3 separate regions of the Mus musculus genome follow, and regions 1 and 2 are each linked to region 3. The links are chromatin contacts, called in public HiCAR-type and promoter capture Hi-C maps. All regions are on one chromosome and are shown on one strand. The core of a region is the stretch at or near the end of the contact, and the rest is flanking DNA. Distances in the headings are between cores, read along the strand shown.

Evidence for each region. Promoter capture Hi-C pulls out the DNA fragments that hold promoters and counts their contacts. HiCAR-type assays count read pairs that join an accessible place to other places.
Region 1: a contact with region 3 is called in a HiCAR-type map of astrocytes, with 8 times the contacts expected there. The contact joins the promoter of Slc30a6 here to the promoter of Smchd1 in region 3. A contact is called at or near these places in 1 of 39 promoter capture datasets (embryonic stem cells), 1 of 115 datasets of contacts at active chromatin or transcription factors (astrocytes) and 1 of 9 other capture datasets (adipose tissue).
Region 2: a contact with region 3 is called in a promoter capture Hi-C map of embryonic stem cells, with 5 times the contacts expected there. The contact joins the promoter of Spast here to the promoter of Smchd1 in region 3.

Annotation. Positions count from the first base shown.
Region 1 is chr17:74,394,295-74,396,994 of GRCm38.p6, forward strand. Slc30a6 (solute carrier family 30 (zinc transporter), member 6) reads left to right here and starts at 1,314. Exons shown (of 14, transcript NM_144798.6): 1 at 1,314-1,374. The coding sequence starts at 1,372.
Region 2 is chr17:74,337,644-74,340,343 of GRCm38.p6, forward strand. It overlaps Spast (spastin), which reads left to right and starts at 1,344. Exons shown (of 17, transcript NM_001162870.1): 1 at 1,344-1,802. The coding sequence starts at 1,394.
Region 3 is chr17:71,474,032-71,476,731 of GRCm38.p6, forward strand. Smchd1 (SMC hinge domain containing 1) reads right to left here and starts at 1,312. Exons shown (of 48, transcript NM_028887.4): 1 at 948-1,312. The coding sequence starts at 1,133.

The DNA.
Region 1 (2,700 bases), core at 64-2,563, 2.9 Mb after region 3:
TATTCTGAGTTCCACACTAGCTTATGAAACATATAAGACTTAAGGCATGCTTCAGATTTTTAAAAATATTTTATTCTTGGACAGTTTCCTGGTATATAATAAATTTTAGTCCTTGTCTCACCCTTCCTTCTCCCCCACCCCCCACCCCCGAAAGTATTCTCCCTAAGAAATCCCTCTCTTATTGTTCTGTCTTTTTGGTACTTTACGTAGTGAAGTGTGACTTGAATTCAGTGTCCTGCCACAGCTTCCCAAGACAGGCACCATATACAAAACAGTGGACTCCAGCTACAAGTGCTTATTTTTTCCTTAAATTTGAGATGCTCTCACTAACTGGGGAGGCTGACAGTGACCTACTCTAAACCCCAAGTATGCTTGAACTGAATATTTCTACCTCAGCTACCAAATCTATAGGGTTACAGGTTTGCACCCAGTTTAGGCAATTGAACCCTTGTGTGTCATGCCTAAGGGCTCTACCACCTGGTGGTGGTGTCAGATCCTCTTAAACTGCAGTAGCCACTTGGATGACTGGAGTCAGGAAAAGCCATCACCTCTTTTCATTCATTCATTCATTCATTCATTCACTCACTCACTCACTCACTCACTCACTCACTCACTCGTTCGTTTTGGTTTTGAGACAGTTTTGCTGTGTAGTGTAGTCTTCCTGCCTCAGCCTCCAGCGTTAGAATAGTACGCAGGCGATGCTGCACCCTGACCGGTGACGTGCACCAGTAAAGTGCTCGTGGAGGCCAGAGAACAACCTTATACTTAAGGTTGACGTTCACCTGGGTTTTTGAAATCGAGTCACTAAGGATATGCCTGCCTCTGCTTTCCTGAGTGCTGAGATCAAACAGGTGTGGCCATCGTGACGGCGTAGGTTCTTGTGATTTAACTCGAATCCTTGTGTTCTTAAGCCAAGCGTTTTCTGCGACATTATTTTTAATGAAACAGTTGGGAATTTGATAAATGTATTTTTAACATAGGCTGAGTCTACCTCGAGGAGCCTGACCTCGAAATCAGCGAGACTTGCCCGGCCTTACTGTGACATTTCTTAATGTTCCTGCTTCTTCATTTTTAAAACAGGAGTATAAACTGTAATAAACTCACACTCTGGTAGAAGACTTTGAACAGACCTCAAAGTTCCTCCCAAGGTGATAAATGCCCACCCTTTCCCTGGGCGAGCAGCCCCGCCCAGAGCAGCTCTAATCCGCCCACTTCCCAGGCGGCGGAGAACAAAAAGACGGCGACCTAGGGTACATGCGCAGTCCCGCCCCCTCGCCCTGCAACCAATCGGATTCTGAAGGCCCGCCCCTTCCGCTTGAGAAATGCGACTTCTCAGAGCGTCTTCCGGCGGGAGCTGTACGGCTCCTTACCATGGTGAGTTGGCCGTGGGGTGTGCGGGATTCTTGCGGGATGTTTCCCTCCTGCTTCCTCGCTCGAGCGCCCTGCTGTACCGCAGCTGCTCGGAACCGCGTGGTCGGGCCTGCGCTGGGGTTCCCAGCGCTCGGGTTCTTGAAGGGTTCCTGCTCTGTGCCTCTACAGCTGGGAAATGCCAGATTTGCCTAATGTTAAAATTAAAGCTTCCTCTGAGAACAAGTGAACGCCATCAGCGACTTGAGGCTTGCGTGGGGCTTTCTAGGGCGTGTTCACTCGTTTGCTTTTCAGTGTTTGAATAGCTCGGCACTGAGCAGCGGCTACAGAAAGGGTTAGTGGAGCAGCTCGGGAAAGGTTCTAGTATACGCTATGGTTGTTGGAATGTCAGGTTTTTCCTAAAAATTATTGAGTTAATTATTAAGCTGAGTGTTTTGGCACATGCCTTTGGCCTACAACTCAGGAAACTGAGGCAGGAGGATTGCACTTCGAAGTTCACCCTGAGTTAAATAGAGACTCTGACCCGAAAAAAAAAAACAAAAAAACCCCATAATCTAAAACCAAACAACAAAACGCGTAAGTCAAACATAATTATCTCAGTATTCTGTAAAGGTGAACGGGTGGTTGCGTTTTCAGATGTCAGAGTGCTGACCGCCCTTTGAAACGATCACAAAAACTCATTGAGCCCTTACTGGTAACTTACATACGACAATGACATATTTGTGTTCTTACTGTTGCCACCATAAAGTTTCCTTCTTTGGAGGCCAGCCTGGTCTACAAAGTGAGTTCCAGGACAGCCAGGGCTATACAGAGAAACCCTGTCTCGAAAAAAACGAAAAACCAAAACATTAAAATATTATATATTAAAATGTCTAATGAAGATCTGTAAAAGAATTCACCGTATTCTTTTAAATTGTGTGGTTATGTGCACGTGGGTGCAGCTGTGGGAGAAAGCCAGAGACATTAGATCCCTGGAGCTGGAGTTACAGGGAGCTGTGAGCAGATGTGGATGCTAGGAGTCAAGCTTAGGTCCTCTGGAAGAACAGCCTGTGTTCTCAAGTACTGAGCCATCTCTCTGGTTCCCAGATTTTTTTTTTTTTTTAAATTTTGTGTATGGATGTTTGTCTGCCTGTTTCTTGGTGCACAAAGTACGTGTCTGGTGCCCGGGGAAGTAAAATGAGGGTGTTGAATCTCCTGGGAGTGGAGTTACAGACAACTGTGAGTGCCGTGTGGGCACAGGGAACTGAACTTGTGTCCTTTGTAAGAGCAGTGAATACTCTTGATTTGTGAATCATAGTTCTAGCCCTTGATAGGGGGAAAATCACACACAGT
Region 2 (2,700 bases), core at 94-2,593, 2.9 Mb after region 3:
TGGTTTTGTTTGTTTGTTTTTAAAGACAGGGATGAGGGGAGGGGGATGGGCGAGGGAGGGAGAAAGAGGAAAGACTGAATAGTTTATTGGATAGGCAATATAGTCTAGGAATCCAAAAACTCTGGGAATACAGATGGCATCGACTGGCTCTTAGAGCTTTTGATTTCAACTAACTTCTATTTCCAGATGCCAGTTCGCAGGAGTCTGACTGGCCCACGGTTTGTTTTCCTCTATGTGATCCAGGATCTGTAGAACAACTGCTGATCATTAGAATATGGGAAATATTGAGTAGATAGATAGTCTACCAAAGGAAGAAATGGTGAAGACATATACACACATCCACGTGCACACACAGATAGTATGGATTCTACCAAGTATGGTAACTAGGCAAAACCCAAGAATGACTGCATTCACATAACTAATCCTGAGATAACACAAACGTGTAATAGGTTAGTTGAAAGTAGGGTTCGTGGTCCTCGTGGTAATAAAGTTTTCCCTTTAGGATGTCTTGAACTTTGTCTCTGCAACTTGTTTCCCTCTCAGCTAACATACCCAAATTGCTACACACTGCCTCTGATACGAAACTCAGATCAGCCATCCTTTGCAAAAGACCTATTGGCTCAACCAGCAGAAAACAAAGATATATAAAGCAATAGGAGTGATGATGCACACCTGTAATCCTAGTTTTGGGGAGACGGAGGCAGAAAGATCAGGAGTTGAAGGCCTCCTTCCTCAGCTACAAGAGGAGTTGGAGGTCAGCATCTCACACAAAGGCAAACAACCGCACTGCGAGACAGCAGACCTGAGCACTAGTAAAGCCACTCAAACGCTGTTAACCCCCATTTAAAAATTTATTATCAAAGCTCCCTATTCCGATTCTTCAAAAGTCGAAGAACCTGCGGAGCGACGAACCCCTGGGACCATCGCAAGCCGAACCGCGCCTACAGAACTGAGGTTCCCAGAGAAAGGGGCATAGCAGGGGCGTGGGGGGTAGGAGGATGCCGCACATGCGCACAAGCTCCCAGGTCAACAAAGACGGCGGCGTACGCGCGCGCACCAGAGCCATTCACCGAGGACGTGCGCGTGCCCGGCCGCCGCAGCGAGGTGCCAGCGGCCCAGGGGACAGAAGGAAAGGAGGGGCAGGAGCCACCGGCCGCGGCGGGAGGAGGAGGAGGAGGAGGAGGAGACGGGGTTGTGCTCCTGGGCAGCTGAGGAGCGAGGGGCGGGGCCGGCGAGCGGCGCGTGCAGGTGCCAGGCTCCCGGGCTCCGGCTGGCGCGCGAGCGGCTCCGTGGGCCCCCGCCGCCGCAGTGGCAGTGGCCGCCGCCGCCGCCGCTTGGTCGCCGTCGGTCTGCGGGAAGCGGGTTATGGCGGCGGCGGCAGTGGGAGCTGTGAATGAGTTCTCCGGCCGGACGACGGAAGAAGAAAGGCTCGGGCGGCGCGAGCCCGGCGCCCGCCAGGCCTCCGCCCCCCGCCGCGGTCCCCGCCCCTGCCGCCGGCCCGGCCCCTGCGGCCGGCTCGCCGCCTAAGCGGAACCCGTCTTCTTTCTCGTCCCCGCTGGTCGTCGGCTTCGCCCTGCTGCGCCTGCTGGCCTGCCACCTGGGGCTCCTCTTCGCGTGGCTCTGCCAGCGCTTCTCCCGCGCCCTCATGGCCGCCAAGAGGAGCTCCGGGACCGCGCCGGCGCCCGCCTCGCCCTCGCCCCCAGAGCCCGGACCGGGTGGCGAGGCCGAGAGCGTCCGCGTCTTCCACAAGCAGGCCTTCGAGTACATCTCCATTGCCCTGCGCATCGACGAGGAAGAGAAAGGTACTACTGGGGGGCTGGAGGGAGGCCGGCGGGCTGGCCGGGGCGGGCGGCCCTGGGAGGACGCCACTTGCGTCCCTTTCCTGCACCCCCGGAGTTGATCTGCCTCGGGAGTCCGAGTCCCCACAGGCCAGATCCTGCTGTGCGACGCCTAGTTAGTTGATCCTCACCCCTTTCAGGGCGCCCTGACTCGACTTTGTTTCAGCACCCCCACACTTGTGCATGACCCAAGTCCCCGTGAGACACCCAGGCGTGCTGGTGACAGTGACAGTTGGCCTAGAGTGACCGACCACACGGGATTCTTTCTAACACTGTAAACAGTGTTGCTTTCTCTGAGCTGGGCTTCCAAAAGGTTTTGGTATCGAAACAGCTGTGTATAAACTTCATTGAGAAGGGTTCTGTAGTGTTTGGAGAGGAAAAAAAAAAGGGGGGGGTTGACTTGGATTTGAAAGGAGTAGTAGCTCCTTATACTTAGAGCCGGATTTGCCATATTCTGAAGTTTCATGAATTATTTTTACCAATATAGTGAGTCTTGAAGATTTCTTTTTTATTGAGCTGTATTTCAACCGCTAGTTGCTTTAGTTTTTACTATTTTGTTATTTTTATTTTATTCCAAGGCACTCTCGAGTTTCTAAATTTTAATGTTAAAAATATTAAATGAATGAGTTGGGTAAACAGGCATATATCATTCTACCATAGAAGATAAAACAAACGCTCCTGCCTCGCAGTGAAGGCAGGAATACTGCATACTTCAGGTTTCCTTCAAGCAACATCTTTTCTTCGCCTTTCTGTGTGGCAGGCATTGTCAATTCATTTTGCATGTGTCTTTGATCCTCACAATAATTCTGAGGTCAGAGTACTATCAGTACAGGTCTTTTACAGATGAAATTACTACTTACAA
Region 3 (2,700 bases), core at 62-2,561:
ACACTGTTTTATTGCCATATTCTTCTTTTAAAAGTTCAGAGCCCAGAACGGTGGCACTTGGGTCTGTGACTACCAACACTGGACAGCAAAGGCGGATAAAGTTCGAGGCCAACCTGGTCAACAGAGACTTCTAGGCTAGCCTGAGCTACACAGCAAGACCTCAAAACAAAACCCCGCAATACCCCTCCCCCAACATACTCAAGCTCAGGCAACAGTAAGAACAACAACAACCTATAAAGCATCTCACAGTATAAAGCACGTCTTGCTACGTAGTCATTCTTTTTTTTTTCCCCCCAAGCAGGTATACTCGTTCTTTGTTGTCCGCATGGTCACTTAGAGCTAGTTCAGGAACTCCCAAGGAAGTTGGAGCTCAGAGAACCAGGACAGCTCCTAATACTAACCTAACTTAGTATTACTCTGTAGAAGAATCCTGCTGGGACGGACCAGGCAAACCTTTCTGACAAGACAAGCCGGTAAAAGACTCCCTCCATCACCTCCCTGAACCTGAGGTACCCGGACTCCTGGAATCTCACCCCCCCACCACCACCAAACAGCGCAACCCTCGCAACACTGACTGTCCAGTGGATGCAACTCTGCATCTTCTGAAGTTACAAACTAGGACAAACACAGGTGCTTCTCCGACAGGAGGATGCACTAACTACTCTGCAACCATAAAGCAGTAACTAAACCTATAAGCGCCCACTAACTTGGAAGTCCCGAACGCTAGACCAGCACGGGCCCACGGAGGGGCGTGATCCCATCCTTCTTGGCCAAAGCCAGGCCGGCCGGGACATCCAACCAGGGATCATCCGCAACGTGGGCACCCGGCAGAGGCCAAGGCCGCAAGATCCCGGCCATCTGACAAGTTTATGGCGGTGACCCACCCAGGCTTCAGGCCACCTACCCTCACCTCCTCGCGAGCATCCCTCCAGCGCCCCGGGACGTACCTGACACACAGAAGCGCGGAACCCCGCGTAGTCCGCGTGCTCCGAGACCTGCAGTGCGCGATCCCCTAGCTCCGAGTCCTTCCCGCGCCGGTCAAACAAGTACACCGTCCTACAGCCGTCGACGGCGCCATCTCTCCCAGATCCCTCCGAGAGGCCGGCGGGATCGCTGGCGCCCTCCGCTGCCATGTTGAGGGAGAAAAAAAGAGAAGGCCCTGCGGCTCTCGGGCGCGCTTCCCGGAGACACCGACCCCGCGCGTGCCCTCGGCTCCAGCCGCCGCGGCTCCGAGCCTCAGCGGGCCGCGCAGCACCGACTGTGGGCAGCGGCCGGGAAGTAACCCGGGAACCGATTCAAACGCGCTTCTGCCGGGGTGCCGTACGTCACTTCCGCGACCCGCGAACACAGGGACGCGCTGAGCGCGCCTCAGAGCCCGCCAGCTACGTACGCCGCCGCCCACCAAGCCTCCTTCCGTGACCTGAGAGCGGGCCGCCGCCGTGGCTGCTGCGCAGGAGGAAGAGGACGGCGGACGGAGACCCGGCTAGTCCAGCAGGCCGTGGGGCGGGGCGGGGCTGGCCAAGGTGGGGCGGGGCTTCGCGCCCAGGCCACGCCCCCGGGCTCCTGCGGACCGCGGGGACTGGGGACGGCCTGGAAGCTGGCTTCCAGCGCCTTAGGGGCCTTCGCGGGGGGAGGTGGGGGGGGGCGCAACTCGCAAGCGTGTCGCCCCAGGGTCTATGCAGGCTCCCGCTGCAGGGCCCTGGCGCCTTCCCCCTAGCCATGCGGTCTCCAGGGCGCTACCAAGTCGGGCGGACGCGGCGGCTGGAAGCTTGCACCACCTGGGTCCCGGTGCGGTGGACACTAGCTAAAACACCGGGCACCGCTCTGCTTGCACGCTTCCTTCGCCGTCGTGGGTGGGTTCTACTGTGGGACAATGAGACAAAAGCTCGGCCTCGAGGAAGAGCGGGTCTCTGACGTCACGAGGCCGCGATGCGCGCCCCCGGGTTAGCCAGGCTCTGAGGCTTTAGGCGGCTGGGAGTCTTGGGATAATACCTAACCTACTCACCGAGGTTGAGTCAGCTTCTAAGCGTGCAATGTGTAAGACAGCCTCCTCGAAAACTTGAGCATAAAACTTTATATGCTCCAGTACGGGGGAATGTCAGGGCTAAGAAGCAGGAGTGGGTGGGTAGGGGAGCAGGGTGGAGGGAGGGCATAGGGAACTTTCGGGATAGCATTTGAAATGTATATAAAGAAAATATCCAATAATAAATAAATAAAAAAGAAAACTTGAGCATAATTATTGGGGGATGCGCTTCTGACTCTACAGATAGCAAGGAATGGGGGGGGGCGGGTAACCTTGCCAGATGCTTGCTCTCTGATTCTTAAAACCTGGATGCTTTGTACTTGAGAGAAACGTGTAAATTAATGAAACCCATTAATTAATTGAGTTCTTTTATGTGTCTAGAAGTTGGATCAGATTTAAGGGTGCTGTTTTACTAGGTTCGCAGGAGCCTTAATGATCAATGGTAAAGCTAGACTCAAAGTCAATGCACCTTGGAAACAGACCGGGTTGTTGGCACCAAGGACAGTTGGCCAGACATACAAAAGTGTGAAGGTTTGCGTAGAGCGGCATAAATAGTATGACTGGAAGAAGAGAAAATGAAACAGTAGGTGAGGTAGGTGAAGTTGTGACCAAAAGCTGGTCATGTTCTTGAAAGGGCACCTGAGAGACAGGAGACACGAGAATAACCTCCAACTATC